Linked DNA regions of Mus musculus: all the other regions are linked to region 2. Evidence: chromatin contacts called from public Hi-C, HiChIP or PLAC-seq and promoter capture Hi-C data. All regions are on one chromosome and are shown on one strand. Each heading gives the region's core, a stretch centred on a gene start, on an enhancer-like site or on the middle of the called end of the contact. The rest is flanking DNA. Distances are from core to core; before and after follow the strand shown.

Region 1 (3,107 bases), core at 293-2,792, 430 kb after region 2:
CGTGGTAGCAGCAGAAAGACAAACTAGCAAACCCCAGAATTCTTGACGGACATTCATGTAGGCTGGAAGGTTGTGAATAGGATGAGAAACGGGGAAGGGGATAAGTGGACTCTACGAGGCCTCCCTGAGGAGGCGACCTTCAGGCAACCATCTAAAAGGGAGAGAGCCATTCGAAGAAGGTTGGAGAGGGTGGGGGTGTCAGAAGGTAGAGGTGGCTCTCTGGTGCAAAGGACCCCAGGAATACTGGGAAACCAGGTAAGTTAGGTGGGCAAAGTGCAGAGGAGCTGAGAGTAGAGAGGATGTGAGGAACAGGTCAGATGCCAGGGCATCTATCTGGCAGGCACTGGTAGCGACTGGGCACTTACTCAGGAAACTGAGGGGAAGCCTGACAAACTTTGGGCAAAGGCTTGGACTCATCTGACCCGCAGACTTAAGGGCGCCCTCTGATGGCCGAATTGAGAACAGGCTGAGCCTTGGGGACAAACAGTGGTGCTTGGTGGTAACTAGGTGAGAGGCTAGGTCCAGAGAGTGGTAGCCGCTGCCAAAGTAGGGACCCTGAGGAAAGGAGAGATAGCCAGCTTCTAGACCTTTCCATGGGGCTCTGGTAGCACAGTGGGAGAGACAGAGACACCCCTCCACTCCCCCAGTCCTGGGTTAAAACTGAGGATAAAACAGGTTTGGTAAGGGGTAAGGCGGGGACTGGATGCTTGATATGAAGGGCCCACAGGACATCTCAGTGGTCATATGAGTTGAGACAACTGGTATGTGGATAAGGCCACCCAAGAAAAAGAGGGACAACTAAGGAGAGGACAGAGAAATGAATGAGAGAGAGAGGATGGATCCTGGAAGCTACCTGTGTCTAGCAGGAGGGAGTCACCCACTGGGGAAAACAGTCCAGATGGGGCAGAGAAAGAATTCCACAGAGGACTGCCCTCTGGGTCCTAGCCTTGAAAGGGGGTACTCTTGGGACTCTAAGGGAGAACAGGGAATCTTAGAGGGCCAGGGAGTTTGCACAAGGTGGCAGAGCTCCAAGCAATGACACCAAGGTTTACATCTTCCGAGAGTCCCTGGTTTCTTATTCTCTAGGCTCAGATTCTAACTAAACCTCGGTAAACTGAGGCAGGCAGCTTTCACAGCTCCCAGTTTGCACTTAGGAAACCGCGAGCACTGTTTCAAAATCTTTGTGATCTGGGGTCGGCAGTGGGAGGTACCCTCGATGTTCTTCCCATCAGCAGTTTCCCCCGGGCTAATCATGAGTGAGGGGCGAACTGGGGACATTGAAAATGGAAAGCATTCGGCGGCTAGCTCTTTGCACTGTCGTAACAGAGGTGCAGTTTCACTCTGGACTGGTGAAAAGATAGACGCAGCGGGGCTTGGGACCTCAAGCGTCACACCAGAGCCACACGTTGGATTCTCTGTGCCTTCTTCATTCATGGATCCCGCTCCACCAACTAGGAGAAGCCTGTGTGTTCCTGCCCTGGTGGCCCCAGCCAAGCTTCCGGGCTTTGCGTTGTTTCGGGCACGATGACGGTCACCTCGCGCCCCCTGGTGGTAACTCTTTCAGTTACAGCCTCGGAGCGAACAGAAGGCCTCTGTTTACACAAGCAGGCTAGGGAACTGGAACCCCGAAGCACCTTCAGCACCTTCTCCTCCTTTGCCACATCCCACCCACACCGTCCTTTTGGGAGTCTGGGGGCCTTCATTCCCCTGAGCACGCATGGCCCAGTCCCTCTACATTCCCATAGCGGTAGAAAGAACACAGGCCTAGATACCCAAATGTCACTCTGCCCCTGCAGACCCAAAAAAGCAGCAAAGAATTGCAGGGTTCTCCACCTGTACGTATTGCAGGCCACCCGCACCACACCTGGCCTGCTCCACGCCCACCTGTCCCTTGGTTAAGACACGTGACATTTCTGGAATCGTCCTAGCCCGTACGCAAAGGGAAGTGATTGTTTCCTGTTCTGGCTTCTTCCCTGAACATGGGAAGCCATTTATTTGGGCACCTAGGCCTGTATTCTTTTCATTACTATGGGAAGGAACTGGGCCATGCAGGCTCAAGAAAGTAGTGTGGGATGTGGGGGCGAGGGAGGCACTCTTAGAGCAGGAGGTGGCAGTTGGGCCATGTGGAGCACCCTCCAGGTGGCCCTCTCCTCACCAGGAAGTGGCAACACTGGACATGAGCTTAGTTCTGGACCCTCTTAGTCTAGCTGAAACCTCTTCCGGTGCCTTGGTCTCCTAGAATCTACTCCTAATGCGCTCAGCACAGAGCCTGGCCCATGGAGGAGGGCCAGAAGATGTTTTCACATGACCGTCGGGGAACGGAAAGATAAGTGGAACAGAGAATGGCTTAGAAGCCAGGGTCTCAGAGCTTTGACCTCCATGTCACATGAAAGTAATGTCTCCCAGCTTGTGGTGAGACTTGGATAAGGCCTGGAGGCAGCAAAACCACGGGTATAAGGCTGTAGGTCAAGGTGTGCCCCTCCAACAGGCTCTGACATAGTTCAGGCTGACCTTGAACTCACGTAACTAAAGATGACTTGGAACTCATCCTTCTGCCTCCATCTCCTGAGTACTGGGATTATAAGTACACCAGCATGCTTGGTTTTATTCAGGGCTGGGGATCAGGCCCAGGGTTTTGTGTACGCTAGGCAAGAAATCTACCAACTGAGTTACACCCCCGGCCCACAGCCCACACTTGTCTTCTCTGGAAGGATCTGGGGAGACTCCCTCTGCCTCTCTAGGCCTCGAATTCCCTGCCATAGACAGAGCCCCACACCTGTCCCGCCTGTCTACGGGGACTGATGTGAGATAAGAAATGTGAAATTACAGCATGGCGGAGAACACACAGCAATGACTGTCATAACAGGGAAAGTGCTTTGAAAAATGGTGACGCTTACCCTGTTATTACCGAGGGACAAAGCTCCCAGTGGCCTGCACTCTGCTCCGTATCGCAGCATGGATCTCACCTCACCAGAGCTACCTGTGATTGTTTCTTCCCCAGGCATATAGACATCTCTACCCTGGATACATTTATATTAGAGAAACGGGAAAGAAAAAAAAGAGAGAGAGAGGATGTTGAAGTTGGTGCCAGGGGCAGAAGTGGGTGG
Region 2 (3,101 bases), core at 470-2,969:
CCATATGCTAGACCTCCTTTCTGTACACAAATCTATATTAGGGGAGACTTAGTCTTGACCCTATAGTCTCTTAATTATCCCACAGTACTTCCTGCACTGCCTGGCAAGGTGGTAAATACCAATAATCCCATCATTTGGGAGGTGTCGGCAGGAGGATCAGTAGCTCACCGTCACTCTTGGCTATGAGTTCCAGGTTAGCTTGAATGGCATAAGACCTGTTTCTAAAGACAAAACAAACAAAATCCCCAAGCCAAGCCAAGCCAACCCTTTCTACAATGATGAAAATGTCTTATCACAGCCAATAATGCAGCCAGCACTTGAAGTTTGGCTAAGACACAAGAGGAAACTGAACTACTAAAATTTAATTTACAATGCCACATATGGTTACTTATTGGCCATTGTAGTAACTATGAAGACTGGTTGGCCTATAAATTGTACGTTTCCTTGGATTTAAGTTTCAATATTTCATTATCATTGCTAAAATAAAAAAAAAAAGCAAAGTACTTTTTGCCTGGCCAAGTCCTGTCCTCAGTGAGAAAGAGGCTTCTAATTAAGGAGCAATAATGACCAATTTTTAACCTAAAAATAAGCCAGATTGTGAAACTTGACTATGGGATTGCAAGTCCCCATCACTGCAAAAATAAAACAAAATAAAAAACATATGAGGAGGGGATGAGGAAAATGGCTCAGTGAAACACAAGCATGGGGTTCTGTTTGAGTCCCTGCATTCAAATAGAACCTGGGTACAACCTCAGCGTTTGTAACTTCAGTGCTATGGGGGAAAGGGGACAGGCAGAGGGACAGGTGAGAGAATTTGCTGGCCTTCCAGTCTAGCAGGCATGTCAGCTTCAAGTTTAATGGGACCCTGTCTATTAAATTTAAGGTAGGAGCACTAGAGGATGGCCTCGACCTCTGGCCTCCATATGTGCTCGTATGGGCCAGCTCACCAGCACACACAAATACAAACACTTCATGCATGCACACACACCTACTCCACACCACACATACATGACACGCGCACACACACTCACACACGGTAGGGAGGCAGGTGCGGTGTCACTGTGTGTCACTATTCCACAGTGGAATAGATGCGTCCAAGTAGGCAGGTGACAATATAAGGGGAAATCGGTTAGAAGTCAATTCCCTTTCTCAAGGAAGCCTGGGCTAGCGTCCCAGAAGACAGTGAGTGACTGCTGTCTCATGTATATAGAAAGGGAGACACCGCTTCTCAGAAACGGGGTTCTCCCAGGAGCTGAACTGGAGTAGGATGGCCACGGAGGTACTTAGGCTGCTAGATACAAGCTGTATGCAACAAACATGAAGTTGACAGGGGTTTCAAAGTTTGGGGGTTGGTGAATGGGAGAGGGTAACCTGAGAAACAGGGTAGAATGGTTAATTTCTTATGGAGACAAAGTGGGTGGAGGACCCCAGTGATAACGGAGAGAGCGTTCATGAGATAGGGGCTCTCTCTGATGAGAGGGACACAGACTCAGTGGCAGCCACCAAGAATCAGGACACCTGCCTGGTCCCAAGGTCGCAGCTGCTTCCGAGGTCCCAGCGGCTGGTTTGAGAAGCTACAGGTCAGGGTTGGGCGTCCAGAGCATCTGCCCCACGCGAGGCGGACGGCGGTCAGCAGTGAATCCGGAGCTGAGACCCGAGATCCGCGCGTGCGCAGAGCGCGGCTGCGGCCCTCGAGGCCGCCGGGAAGTTGTGAGCGCGGAGGCGCGCACGCGGGGCCCCAGCCGCGCGCAGCCGCGGTCTCCCTAGTTGTGTCCCTCAGCCGCGGTCGCCGTAGCTCTCGACGCGGTCGTCCCCGCCGAGCCGCGGGCGCCGCCGCAGGGAGGGAGCGGCGCTGCGGCCGCCGCCGTCCGAGGACGCCCCGTATTCCGGGGCCCGGCACGGTGGCTGCCCGCTCGCCGAGCGCAGCCCGCCTAGGAGGAAGGCGGCGGCTTGCGTCCAGCGGGCCGCCGGAGCCGGGAGGAGACCATGTCCGTGAGGCGCCCTCAGTTCTCCACGACCGAGCGCGTCATCAAAGGTGCCGAGCGCGCCGCGGGGAACGGCCCTCGCCGGGCGACGGCTCGGGGACTCGAGGAGCGGGGATGGAGGCAGCGGCGGGAGGCGCTGCAGGGCGCGGGGAGGACCGGGCTGCTGTCCGCCGGCGTCCCCGGTGACTGCTGGACGGGTACCTAGCGGGAGGTGGATAGAGCGACCGCGCCCGCCATCCACTCCCGAAGCATCCAGGCGGTTTCTCCTGATTCCCCACTTTTTGGTCTTTCATCTGGGGACACCGTCTGGGTTGTGTGAGCAGGGAGTTCTCTTGACTCACCCAAGTCATGCCTTTCCTTAGGCTCAGCTCTTTTTTGACAGCTCCTTACCAAACCCTTTAAAAAATTATTTTTGAGGGGTGTGGTGGGTATACTGTGCACGTTTGGCTCACTTTCTCTACATATCCCAAGTCATTGCTTTTATTAAAAGAAACAAGATGATAGTGACACAGTCTTCTTAAAAGGGCTTACAAGTTTTGGCTATAAGGACTTGGTGAATAATAATCTCCCAGATGTCTCTCATTATATCTGATATTCAGTTATTCTAAGGAAACACGAAAGTGTTTCTAAATCTTCTGAGTTTATGATATAGTTTCTGCCCTTTACCCAAAAGGACCTGTCTAACATAACCACTGATTCACATGCTTCTATTGTCCGACTTCTAAGACCCCTCCATAATAATAGTTGGTTTGAAAGCACTGTTTTCTAAGAAGGTGCTATGCTTAGACCAGTTATTTCTGAGTGAGGTGGTTTTCACCATAGTGGGAAAAAACTAAAAATTATTTCCCCGTTTCATTTTGATATTAGGAGACAGGAAACTAAGATTAGTAATGATAATTTTTTTTTTAAATAAGGGGGAGCCTATTGAGTGCTCAGAGAGAGAAGGATAGTATTGGTGTCATAAATGTTAGTTATCTGCCTTGGCAGACAGTACTTTTGAGACTTATTTCCTCAGAATTTGGAATCATTAGGGATTGAAGTCAATTGTTCATAGAATGGACTTAGTCCTTTAACAGCTAGAGTGCCATGACGGTCTTCGTGGAAGGCTTTATAGCA
Region 3 (3,265 bases), core at 377-2,876, 340 kb before region 2:
TGTCTCCTGGAGTGGGGTCTGGAAGGGACTGCTAATCAAGGGATGAGGAAACTAGGCAGGAGCAGAGTCAGGAATCTGAAGGGCCTGCCGAGTGTCAGATCCCTGGGTCCTTGGTCTTCCAGAGGGATGGGGAATGCTTAGGAGTAGGCCTCCCTCCCCACCACTCTTTCAGACCCAGACTGGGGCGGGCAGGCTGGCCGGCAAGGGTGGGGTTGAAGGGACAGTGAGAGGCTAGGCTGAGGACAGGGCTAGCTATGGAGAAGGACTGGTAGCTCCTCCTCCAAGGCTGTGTCCCCTTCCTACACATTAAAGGTATACCCCACGCAGATCTCCTTGGGACTGGATGTCCCTCCCCTAGCCCAGGTGGGGTTTTGTTTGTTTGGTTTTGTTTCTGTTTGTCTGCCCCTTCCACAGGGCCCACAGTGGCTGCATCCCAGCAGCTAAGCCTGGATTCCCGGTCCTCCTTCCCCCTTTCACGGCCACTCAGCTACCTGCCTTCTGTCATTTCTCCTTCTGCCCAAGCCACCTTCAGGTTACAGTCGTCCCTGTCCTCTGCTACTCCAGATACACCCCTCCCTTCCTGTCTCCTCCAGTCCTCTTTTCTTTGAAGACGGTCGGTCGGTCGGTCGGTCGGTCGGATGCTGAGGCCATAGTCTTACCTGTCTCCTTCAAGCCCCTCCCCCTGAGATTTTTTTTTCCATTCAGAAACCCCAGAGCCCCCTCTCCAGATCCTAGCTTTGCCCCAATAGCTGCTGCTATCATCAGCTGACCGGCTGTGGGCAGTGGTTACCAGGGCAACGGCAAGGCTGCCTAGGTAGGCAAGTCTGCAGCCGACATGGAGGTGGGGAAGAGGCCAGTTAGTGCTAATAGGGGTTAGAGGGCTAGGCTTTCTAGATGCACCCCAAAGCCAACATTGGAGGCCTGGAATGGTTGAAGTTTTGCCACAGAGAGAAGGCATGTCTCTTTGGAATATGGATGCCATCTGATAGAAAGCTTCCTTTTGCAAAAACAGCTTTCCTGGGAAAAATCGGTCCTTCATTCTCTCCCTGGCCCCTACTACGATCCCCAGGGGATCAAGTTTACAGAAAATCCAATCTGAATCTGATGTATTTATGACCTGGTTCCTTCCATCCTTCTATCTGTCCTCCTCAGAGAGGGTTAATGTTTGGATGGCCAATTCGGGTGCCCCTGCTGTTCCCTGTCCCAGAGGTGGGGGGATCCCCCACAGAGCCTCTCATCTGCTTCTGGAAGATGGTGGAGCATTATGAATGGGGTTTGAATTGCAGGTTCTTGGAGAGCCGGGTGGGCATAGCTCCCCTCAGTTATCAGTAACAGCCGCTAACTTGAACTCTGCTGGAGAGGCTCTGAGTGTGGATATTGCAGAGCCGGGATATGGGAAAGGGGGAAAACGCAGCGCAGCCGATTCTGCTTCGTCATGATGCCAGCGAATGAGCCCCTTGTTTGAAATGGATCAGCTGCAGCAGCAGCAGCTGAGATGAACTGGACCAGCAACACGCCCAAACGCACACACTCACACACCCTGGGGCCCGCCACTATCAGTTGTTGGTGGGGAGGGGCCCGGGGCCCGCCCGCCCAGAGACCGCTCCTCGTCCTGCCCGCCCACCAGACACCAGACTCGGACTCCCCAGCTCCGGGAACCCAAGCCGGTGGCTTGCAGAGCAGCAGGGGACTGGTGAAGCGGGTGGGGGTTCAGGAGGGAGATCAGACCGCTGAGCTGAGACCAGCTCCCCTCCTTCGCCAGCTCCCACCCCACCCACCCACCCTAAGCCGGCTTTCTTCCTGTTATTTGTGCTTCGTAAAGCGCGGCTGGGTTCCTGGAGAAGCTGCCTCTTACCTAGATTCCTGAGAAAACGCGGCCACCCAGTCGACCAGGGCCTAGCCTTTTGCTTCCTGGGGCTTCAGAGAGCCTGGGCCCCACTGTCTGGGAGGAGGTAGGTGACAGGGTCTTTTGCCTCTCTTTCTTTACGTAGGTATTTTGGGCTGTACCTCTGGATCTGGCCATGGTTTTGGGTGATATCAGAGATGCTAGGACAGGGTCAGCTTTGGAAAATGGTCAGTGGGAGAATAGGCCTAGGTGGCCAGACAAGGTGCTCAGCTGGGTTTGACCCGATCAAACTCCCTTTTTATTTGGGAGGAAGGATCTAGGCTGTTGCCGTGCAAAGAGTCCATATGGGCCCCAGCATTCCCTTTCATGGACACCCCCCCCCCCAAGCTTCTGTGGCCAGAATTTCAAGGGGTGGGAGCATGGGGCACAGTCTGTGGAGGGAGCTGTTAGCTTTTTGCTGAATGATGCAAGACATCTTTGGCAGCCTCCCTCCCGCCAGGCCAGGTGCCCTCTGGAGTGGCAGGGGTCCATTGAGGGGGCCAAAGCCGCTGGTTTCCAGCCCACTCTGGAGCCCCTCCTAGCTGAGGTTAGCCTGGTTAGGGTAGGGATTCGTCGAAGAATGAGGCTGTGTAGCAGGGTGTGACTGCAGAGCTTAGCCTGGCTCTCTGCCTGCGAGCAGCTAGTGTACTGAGAGAGACTGGGTGCTGAATAAACCTGGAGAGCCCCGGGGGTCCTAAGGGATTCCTTTCTCGGCACCAGACACGCCATACTCCTTTGCTGGGCAGGCACACCTGTGCGTCTCCTCCCAGAAGACTGGTTGCCAGGCTGTAGGTCTAAGACAAGCAAGGCAACGGTGCAGTGGGAGTGGAGGGATGTGGGGATGGGTCAGGTGAGGGCACTGGGAGTATTGGGGTTCACGTGCTCAGAACAGGGATGGGTTCAGCAGGCCATGCCAGGGAGCTGTGAGCACAGATGACGGGTGCCAAGGGGAGGATCAGTGGGTGGGTGCAAGTAGGTGTCCTTAGCACCATGTGTCATTGTGTGGGGGTCTGGCAGGGAGAGTGGGCGAGTGCTCTGGCAAGGAGGGCGGCAGAGTCCCTGTGTGCACCCATGTGCAGTTCTGTCAGCAGCCATGTGTTGGGCAGAGCTCTTCTGTCTTCTGCATGTATGCTCCTGGGAGTCTTGTCTCCATACAGCTAGTTGGTCTTTCTGAGGCTAGGAGAGCATCTGTCTACCCACTGGTGGGCAATGTCTGCAGAATTCTTTCAGAGCTCACGTGTGGGGAGAGTGGAATGGGGACCTCTCCTGAATTCTAGAATCTGGATTTAGGGTGGGAGTTTCCTCTCCTCCCCAGATCTGCCGATCCAGCTATATATACCTCAGGACTCAGATCTATAAGGAACGTGTTTGGACAAAGCA
Region 4 (3,374 bases), core at 192-2,691, 310 kb after region 2:
TCCGGTCACCCCAGAGCCCACTGATATTGTGCCAGCTCATCAGGGCTAAGCTTGCTAGGGCTTGCTTGCCCCCACTCTGCTCTTTTCCTGCAGAAACCACAGCGAAGGCTTCAGGCCACACACTCTTCTGCAGCCTCTGCTTCCTGACACACCCCGGGACTTCCCCATGTGACTCTGTGTGGCACAGCTTGGCAGGTCTCCTTCTCTTGAAACTGAGTAATAAAAACTTCTCTCAGTGGAATTGATCTTTCCACGCCATGCCTATAAATTATGACCTGGATGCCCTTGAAAGGAAGGAAGTGGGGGCGGGGGCGGTACTGGAGAAATGGCTCAGGTGTTAAGAGCACTGACTATTCTTCCTGAGGTTCTGAGTTAAATTCCCAGCAACCACATGGTGGCTCACAACCATCTGTAATGGGATCCTATGCCCTCTTCTGGTGTGTCTGAGGACAGCTACAGTGTACTCACATACATAAAATAAATAAAAATCTTGTAAAAAAAAAAAAAGGAAGGAAGGAGGGAAGGAGGGAGAGAGGAGGAAAGAAGGAAGAAGGAGGGAAGGAAGGAAGAAAGGAAGGGAGGAAGGAAGAAAGGAAGGAAGGAAGGAAGGCAGGCAGGCAGGCAGGCAGGCAGGCAGGCTAGTACTACTTCTAGGGGCCACTGTTACAGAGGAAGGAGAAGCTTTGCCTGGGAGATAATCTAGGGTGATATTCTGCTCTTTGCTTTGTGGCCAGGGCCTCTGTATTAGCTCTTCTCTGAGTGGCCCGTGGAATATTCCCATTTTGTCTATTGCCAAGTTGAGTCTGGGGCTCGAGTCAGCTCGCAGCTTCTCTCTGTGAGTGGCCCTTTCAGCCAAGCCTTCAACTGTGTTGTTTTCATGTTACTAAGCAGCTCTGAAGCCAAATGGAGCAGATGATTCCAGAGCTGTAGATGAGAGGATTGGGAAAGAGATGTATCTGTCCTTAAAGTTGCATCCCTTGCCTGGGGCCAAGCGAAACTCTCAAGTGCCCGGTTTTGATTTCTAAATGGAGAAGAGGTGAGAGCTGAGCTGCCTGCGGTGAATTTCCCCTTTCATCTCCATTAGTCAGGCCCAAATGATGGGTCCCTTCGCACCTGGGGTGACTTAGCAAACCACCCACTAACCTCCAGTGACCTACCAAACATGAGCCGGAGGCGGCTTCTCTCGTTTCAGCAATGTTGGGGCACCAAAGACTAACTGCTAGGACCCTTTCCTTCATTGTGGTCCACACTACACTTATAGGTTGTGTGACCTGGGGTTCTCAGTGTCTTCATGGGTATGACCAAATGAGTCCGGGGCATCTACTAGTTCTGGAGAAGAGCCAATCTGTGGTGACAACTTTGTCTCAGTTTCAAGGCACGTGTTAGAGCTCTGCGTGTGTGCATGCCTTTCTCTCTCTCTCTCTCTCTCTCTCTCTCTCTCTCTCTCTCTGTGTGTGTGTGTGTGTGTGTGTGTGTGTGTGTAGAGTTTAGCGTAGGGTGTCTTCCTTTACTCTCCACCTCATCTTTTGAGACAGGGTTTCTCACTGAACCTGGGACTTCCCAATGAGATAGACAAACAAGCTTTTTTGTTAGTCTGCCTCCTTGTATTCAACTCAGGCTGCGCACACAAACATTTGATCCACTGACCCATACATATATCCCCAGCCCTGGGGCTCTTGGCCCTTTGCATCAAGAGAGGAGAAGATTTCCTTGCAGAGCATGTGGTCTCTGCTAACCGGTCTCCCTGATAAAAAGCACCCTGGACTGCTGAGGATGTACAGCGTGGTGTCGGAGTCCCTGAGACAACACTTGGGTTTATACTGGGGAGGGGAGTCAGACTGGGGCAGGTGGCATGCTAGCCGGGAGTAGTGGAGTGTCCTGTCCAAGGAGGGGCTGCAGAGGGCAGCAGATGTGTGTCTTGGAACCAACGCTCTCTGCTCAGGGATCCCTGAGCGAGAAGAGCCTATTTCCAAACACTAAGCTGAATGTATAGCTCCTTTCTCTCTGCACATCCCAAGCCAACCTGACTTCAAAGCCCCACGCAACCTTACCTCTTCTAGGCCTACCTGAATACCACAGCTTCTCTGAGGACCAGGCTCTCTGTCCTGATCTTTCCTCTAGCCACACACCCCCTCCTCCCACCCCTGCCTCCAAAGCACAGAATGGGGCAGACATCCCAGGCAAGTCCGTTGACTGATGAAACCATATTGAGGAAATATTAATGTGGGAAAGGCCCCCGTTTCCTCTCCGGAAAGGAGGCAGGTCACGGTGGGGAGTGCTGAGGACACACATTCCATGTGACCTTCGGTGATCTCATGGGAGCCTGGCTTCAGCCCTTCGAGGTGCCTGGTGAATCTGCCCTTCACAGATGAGGGCTCACTGAGGGACATAAGCAGTCAGTCATGAACTCAAGCCTACTAGATGCCCGTATTCCTGTTCGTGCCACTGAACTAAACTGTCACCTAGGGAAGAAAAGGGCCCTTCTTCCTGGCTGTGCTCTCCAGAAACACCTGTTTCTAATGGGCACAGGCCAGGGGACACAAAGCAGGGTCTACACAAAAGAAGGAGAGAAGGAAGAGGGTCATGGCTGGAGCTCAGGGCACCTGCAGCCTTACGGCCACTTTTTATGGCAGAGGGAGGGGGACTGGGGAGGATGCTTGTTTCTTAGGGAAAGGGGGTGGGGCAGGACCTGATCTTACCTCCTCCCTGAAGCAGCTTTGCACAGCACATATAGATGGGCACCCACCAGGCGCGGCCAGCGCACACACATGCACACATATGCAACACATGCCTCCCTACCCGGAGCAACACGGCTTCCCAGCCACCTCGACCCTCCCCCCACCAAACCCCTTCTCCCTCCTACCCTATATGTGCAATCTTGTGAAAACTCCACCACTCTTAAGGTTAATAAGGCTCATTTGCTTAAGATAGCACCTGTTTCTATGGTGACTCCTGCCACCCAGAATCTGTTCATCAACGGAGACAAGAGAACAGTGACTTCCACCCTCTTTGAAAGGAAAGTGCTGGTTCTTATTGAAAGGCTTGATAGGCCAGCAGCCCATAGAGCTCTGAGCATTTGTCCTTCCACCCCGGGGGGGGGGGGGAGTCCATCGCATGCCCCTCCCCACCATTCCGAAGATCTACTGATTCCTCCCTAGGAATACTGAGGAGCTCTGGACTGGCCTCCTCCTTCTCCTCTTCATCTTCTCCCCGCCTTCCTCCCCGTCATCCTCTTTCTCCCTCCCCCCCTTCATCCTCTTCTTCATCTTCTTCCTTCCTCACACCCCCTCCTCTCTGAGAAACAAAAACCCTAGTGAATGAGGGCCCTGAACTCGGGGCCGCTTGTTCTTCATTCTCTGACCGCCACACTGGCT

What was found. Hi-C and Micro-C count contacts between places; a contact is called where the count stands out from the background. HiChIP or PLAC-seq counts read pairs in DNA pulled down with a chosen protein or histone mark. Capture Hi-C pulls out chosen DNA fragments and counts their contacts.
Region 1: an H3K4me3 HiChIP or PLAC-seq map of bone marrow-derived macrophages shows a contact between it and region 2, with 6 times the contacts expected there. The contact joins the enhancer-like site here to the promoter of Ppp3cc in region 2. A contact is called at or near these places in 10 of 39 promoter capture datasets (the 3T3-L1 cell line, the C10 cell line, the HPC-7 cell line and 7 more), 39 of 484 Hi-C or Micro-C datasets (the AML12 cell line, B cells, the Ba/F3 cell line and 23 more), 12 of 115 datasets of contacts at active chromatin or transcription factors (the 230-238 cell line, bone marrow-derived macrophages, embryonic basal ganglia and 8 more) and 4 of 9 other capture datasets (adipose tissue, embryonic stem cells, liver and 1 more).
Region 3: a contact with region 2 is called in a promoter capture Hi-C map of adipose tissue. The contact joins the promoter of Dmtn here to the promoter of Ppp3cc in region 2. A contact is called at or near these places in 2 of 115 datasets of contacts at active chromatin or transcription factors (bone marrow-derived macrophages and microglia) and 2 of 9 other capture datasets (adipose tissue and liver).
Region 4: a contact with region 2 is called in a Hi-C map of rod photoreceptor, with 2.2 times the contacts expected there. The contact joins the enhancer-like site here to the promoter of Ppp3cc in region 2. A contact is called at or near these places in 2 of 39 promoter capture datasets (the C10 cell line and cranial neural crest), 1 of 484 Hi-C or Micro-C datasets (rod photoreceptor), 1 of 115 datasets of contacts at active chromatin or transcription factors (memory CD8 T cells) and 1 of 9 other capture datasets (liver).

Annotation. Positions count from the first base shown.
Region 1 is chr14:69,860,021-69,863,127 of GRCm38.p6, reverse strand. All of the region lies in intron 3 of Pebp4 (phosphatidylethanolamine binding protein 4), which reads right to left. Among named protein-coding and RNA genes, the nearest start is that of Pebp4, 21 kb to the right of the region's middle. Within about 2 kb of position 1,542, at least 92 of the 459 cell types and tissues checked have an H3K27ac peak or open chromatin away from gene starts, as enhancers often do. A contact at or near this core is called in B cells, the Ba/F3 cell line, the C2C12 cell line and 9 more, where this site is marked.
Region 2 is chr14:70,288,115-70,291,215 of GRCm38.p6, reverse strand. It overlaps Ppp3cc (protein phosphatase 3, catalytic subunit, gamma isoform), which reads left to right and starts at 1,719. Exons shown (of 14, transcript NM_008915.3): 1 at 1,719-2,035. The coding sequence starts at 1,987.
Region 3 is chr14:70,625,426-70,628,690 of GRCm38.p6, reverse strand. It overlaps Dmtn (dematin actin binding protein), which reads left to right and starts at 1,626. Exons shown (of 16, transcript NM_001252662.1): 1 at 1,626-1,952.
Region 4 is chr14:69,975,903-69,979,276 of GRCm38.p6, reverse strand. The region is part of intron 4 of Pebp4 (phosphatidylethanolamine binding protein 4); the gene reads right to left. All of the region lies in intron 1 of Gm41198 (a long non-coding RNA gene), which reads left to right. Among named protein-coding and RNA genes, the nearest start is that of Gm41198, 18 kb to the left of the region's middle. Within about 2 kb of position 1,441, at least 29 of the 459 cell types and tissues checked have an H3K27ac peak or open chromatin away from gene starts, as enhancers often do. A contact at or near this core is called in memory CD8 T cells and rod photoreceptor, where this site is marked.